Linked DNA regions of Capsicum annuum: region 1 is linked to region 2. Evidence: chromatin contacts called from public Hi-C data. All regions are on one chromosome and are shown on one strand. The core of a region is the stretch at or near the end of the contact, and the rest is flanking DNA. Distances in the headings are between cores, read along the strand shown. Region 1 holds the start of LOC107854231 (tetraspanin-8). Region 2 has its middle 11 kb from the start of LOC107854254.

Region 1 (2,700 bases), core at 172-2,671, 35 kb before region 2:
ACTTGTTCACCACTTAGAAAAAAGAAAAAAAAAACTTCTTAACCACTTGTGAAAAAGACATTATAGTCTATAGAAAAATTATTAGTACAATTTAAGATATTTATTTTAACATTTTGGACTTTGCTTTTAATGAAATATCATTGTTTTGTAGGACCATTTTTAATCATGCTATTTTAGAAAACTTATTAAAAGAGAAATGTAAAAAAAAAAGTAAGTGAATCGAGCTTAATTGAAATTCGTTGTATAGGTAAAAAGTAATATCGAAAGAATGAATGTGCGAAAATGAAGCGAGTTGCAAAATAATTTAAGATTTATTGCAAAATTAGAAGATAAAAGCATAATTAGACAGTATTTATGATCGTAGGTGGCTCGTTTTTAAAGGCAAAAAACGCGATACTAAAAGTATACAATGAGGAAAATTGATAAAGTTTTGTCTAAATTCATTTCTATTAAAGTAAAATATTTGTTAGTTTAATAACGTACGCTTGCGATTAAAATAAAGTACAGTTCAATATACTAAAGTTTTCGTAAAATCCAAAAAAGTGCCTAATTATCTCAAAAAGTATCATATTATCTATTAATTATTATAACTAAATAAGTGGATGAAGATATATTTTTTTTTAAAGATATTTTTATTCGCAAAGTAATAACATCAAAAGTTGACCATTACGTTTTTCTAACTGCTATGGGACCCACAATTCTTATTAAAAACAATCCAAATTTCGATAATTTGGAGCTTTAGCGTAAATTTTTTTGATATTTTATATAATTGTGAAAATTTCAATTTTGAATCAGTCAAATTATATAATTAGCTCGTGATATATTTAATAAAAATAGATTTTTTTTTTGTGAAGATATATATCTAAATAACATGTTTACGATTACAAAATTAGAATATATTATAATATAACAAAATAGCATAAACATACACCGCAACTTATCATATTTACATAAATCTCCATTCTTACAGTATTATTTCAAAAACCTCAACTAATTATATATCTTCATTGTATATATCGGGAGCTAATTATGTATCTCGATAGATTCAAAATTGAAAAAAAAATTATTGAAAGTTAATTATGTATCTTTACAACGGAAAAATTATATCTTCATTGAATATATTAAGAGCTAATTATGTATCTCGAAAGACCCAAAATCAAGATTTTCAATAATTATAAAAAATATTAAAATTTTCTGCAATTAAACTTCAACTATCAAAATTTATACATATATGTAATTTAATATCTTTTTTCACGATCTTACACTTTTGTGATTTGATTTTTTACCAGAAATTCACACATAAAATAAGCTTTAGAACACCGAGCCGTCTACCGCCCGCCCCCGCCCCGCAAAGTAGTTAACTCCACGCGCCACAATACGCGTCTTTGTAAACTTCTTACCCCTTTCCTCACACCGCTTCCCACTCTTCTTTGAGCAGTTATTATTTTACTATAAATACATACAAATCCCTCCATAACTTCCCCACATTCACCAAGATTTTCAGTTTTCTCTTGCGGGTATTTCTTGTTTTTTGCTCTAAACCCCTCAAAGTTTCAAATTTTCCATTGTTGGTCCCTCTTGTTTTGCTTCAAAACTCACCATTCTTGAATTTTTCTCTTGTGGGGTGTTCTTGTTTTTGCCCAAAACACATCATTCTTGAATCTTGATCTTGTGGAGTGTCCTTATTTTTGCTCAAAACCCCCAAAGATTGAATCTTGCTAAAGGAAAATGGTGCGTTGTAGCAACAATTTAGTGGGGATATTGAACATAGTGACTTTGTTAATCTCAATACCAATAATAGGAGGAGGTATTTGGCTATCAAAACAAGCAAACACAGAGTGTGAAAGGTTTCTTGAAAAGCCAGTAATAGCATTAGGAGTGTTCATACTGCTTGTTTCATTAGCAGGGATAATTGGCTCATGTTGTAGAGTGACATGGTTACTTTGGGTATACTTGTTAGTAATGTTCTTGTTGATTTTGTTGTTGTTTTGTTTTACTATATTTGCATTTGTTGTGACTAATAAAGGTGCTGGTGAGAAGATAAGTGGGAAAGGGTATAAGGAGTATAGATTTGGTGATTATAGTAATTGGTTGCAGAAAAGAGTTGATAAGAATTGGAATAGGATACATAGTTGTTTGCAGGATAGTAAGATTTGTCAGAAGTTGATTGATCAAGGGTCTAATACTAAAGCTGATGATTTCTTCCAAGAACATCTCTCTGCTCTTCAGGTATATATAGAGTAAATCTTGTTGTTTTTTGTTTAATTTAATATGGTTTTTATTTTAGTGTATATGCTTGATTTGCCTAAATGTTGCTTTTTATGTGTATATAATAGATGGTGTATGACTTTTAGGATTATATTGGTTGTTGTTGTATAGTAGATGGTGTATATAATAGATGATGAATCCTCTTTGTGAAAATCCTGCCGTCGTTGGTTTTGTTGTTGTATAGTAGATGATATAGATAATAGATGATGAACCCCTTCCTGAAAATCCTGCCTTTTTTGTTGGTTTTGTTGTTGTTGGTGTATATAATAGATGATGAACCCTTCGTGAAAATCCTGCCTTCATTGTTGGTTTTGTTGTTGTAGTTGTTGTATAGTAGATGGTATAGATAATAGATGATGAACCCCTTCATGAAAATCCTGCCTTTGTTGTTGGTTTTGTTGTTGTTGGTGTATATAATAGATGATGAACCCT
Region 2 (2,700 bases), core at 174-2,673:
TAAAATATAAATTTAAATTGAAAGTGAGTGATAGTGAATATTGAAAAAAAATAGTGAGTTTCGCTTAAAAAAATTAAACTTTGTGAATTTGTTAAAAATATTCAAATTTCAAAATAAAAAATTTATTATGTTTGTATGTATGAATTTATAGTTAAAAATTTAAATTAGTTGGAGAAAAATTTTAATTATTTAGAATGGATTTGATGTTTAATTTGTGAGAAAAATAAAAACATGATTATTCAAATTTTTTTACAATTTATAAATTTTTCTTATTTAATTAAATTAATTTTAATATTTAATTTGTTATGTAGCATTTTAAAAATGACTTGAAATTTAATGTAATATTTTTTTAAATGACGTGGCAGACCTGTCAGACGTGGCAGCTGATATGGCAGCTGATGTGGAGGAGAGTGTGTTACACTCACCAAAAAAGGGTTTAAAATGTTTCTTTTTAGTGGGTTCAGGGGTCCAGATGACAAACATGTAAGTAAGAAGTGTCCAACTTACAAAACCGACATAGTACAGGGGTCGAGAAGGTCATTTTGCCGTCCTAAGCCCCTACTAACTTAGATATTTTGCTAATATTTTTGGTACATTACGAATTGAAGATATTATTCCAATTTATGGGTATATATATATATATATATATATATATATTACGTGGCTTGGATCGTGGCAAATATCCAACACAAGCTGGACAATCGTTAGTGTGAGAGACATATTTGAGATGAAAAATAATAATAATAAGGGATCAATTTCATGGATCGAAGAATTAACGGAGGATAAAAAAACAAATAAAATGGTGAAGGAATAAATTTGAAAATCATTACTTGGCTTAAAATACTCCACAAATAAAAATTTAATATTTTATATATTACAATTTAGTATTTACAAGTACAAATTTTACATATTTAAATTTAGTATTTACATATAATTGATGTGTTTGTAGTCTTCAAGAATGAATTGATAACGGCTTCCGCAATATTTTAAAATGAATCCCAGTTGTGTCGAACTTGCCATTTATGAAATTGTTATGGAATCTACAAAAGGCAAAATTGAGATAATTTTGTCTCGAGCTTCTAAAAATGACAAATAAATTGTGATAATTAGTTTTAAAAATTAGATAGCTAATTTGAGACGAAGAATATTTATATAGTACTAATAACAAAACAAAAGAGTAATCATTACTTTGCCCTTTGTTTCAATTTATGTTGCGGTATTTAATTGAATACAAAATTAATTCTTAAAATTTGTGGTCTAAAATAATTTTTACGTAAATATTGAAAGTTCATTATCTATAAATATAATATTTATGAACTAAGGGGGCCTATATTATCAAAATTGACAAGTCAGAGCATCAATAAAAACTTTTGTGAGGGCCCAAAAGTTCTGTTGCTTTTTAAGACTTTGAACCCTCAAAGTTTGTAATAAATGCATCTTAACCCTGCCAACTATTTTTTGCCAAAAATCATGGTGTGTATACCTTCCCCATAACATGCTAATTAAGTATATGGTCCCATATTAGGTGTAGGACGGTTCGAAAATATTTATAATGGTATTTATAAAGTATAAAATAATATATTCGTTTGGTTTCAATTTATACAACGACCTGCAGTTCGATTGAGTATGAAATTTGAATAGTGTATATCAGTCACTTATCAATCGCTGAAGTTACTAAAATCGACTATTGATGATATACACATTTCGTTCCTTACTCTTGGTCGGCTTCGTCGAGCTTTGTGGATCGTAGAGGCTTCAAGTCGTAGAATATACTTTGACATGAGATAAAAAAAAAAAATCTATCAATAATTTAAAAAATTTCTTCGTTGTAAGAAACTTGGTAGACGTCTTCATTCTCCAAGATAGGAATTAGAATTACTTCAAGTTGTAGAATATATTTTTCTGCGAGATAAAAGATTTATTAATAATTTAAAAATCTCTTCATTGTAAGAAGTTTGGTAGATTTATTCATTTTCCAAGACAACAATTAAAATTAATTCAAGTCGTAGAATATACTTTGCCACGAGATTAAAAATCTATTAATCATTTAAAAATTTCTTTATTGTAAGAAGTTTGGTAGACGTATTCGTGATTCTCCAAGATAGGAATTAGAATTAATTAACACAGTCAAATTTTTCTATAATAAATATTTTTTATATAATATAATATTTTATTATAACAATAAAAACATATTCATTTGATGATAGAGGAAGCATATTGTACTATGTACTTTAACTATTACTCTTCAAGCTCAAATTGACATAACATTGAAGATGACAATTCATATATATGACAGAAGAAAGTTTCTTAAAAATTTTAAAAATAAAAATTTTATAACAAAAATAGAAAAAATAAATTTCAACCCCTACTCCTCATCTTTGTACATTTTGTTAGATTATACATAAATGCATCAAACACGCCCTTAATATGTGGAATAATGTGAGTATTATAATATAGAAGTTTAACATTAAATAAACAAGACAAGTAATTTCATTTCATAATTTCAAAGCAGCGATTGAAAATGTAATTATAATCATAATTTAAATTCATGACTTTATATTCTCAAATTCCCAAAAAAAAATAAATTGAAACTTGATTGTAATAACATGATAAGAATATAAATCTTGAAACCTAAATTAACTCTTAATTAAAGATAGAATTTAATTTGAATTTAAATGTTGCAGGTGTATTTTGAAGTTT

The links. Hi-C and Micro-C count contacts between places; a contact is called where the count stands out from the background.
Region 1: a Hi-C map of placenta shows a contact between it and region 2, with 1.8 times the contacts expected there. The contact joins the promoter of LOC107854231 here to the enhancer-like site in region 2. A contact is called at or near these places in 2 of 5 Hi-C or Micro-C datasets (leaf and placenta).

Annotation. Positions count from the first base shown.
Region 1 is chr7:2,084,783-2,087,482 of UCD10Xv1.1, reverse strand. LOC107854231 (tetraspanin-8) reads left to right here and starts at 1,421. Exons shown (of 2, transcript XM_016699228.2): 1 at 1,421-2,229. The coding sequence starts at 1,729.
Region 2 is chr7:2,050,269-2,052,968 of UCD10Xv1.1, reverse strand. No RefSeq gene overlaps it. Among protein-coding and RNA genes, the nearest start is that of LOC107854254, 11 kb to the right of the region's middle. Within about 2 kb of position 1,423, at least 1 of the 5 cell types and tissues checked has an H3K27ac peak or open chromatin away from gene starts, as enhancers often do.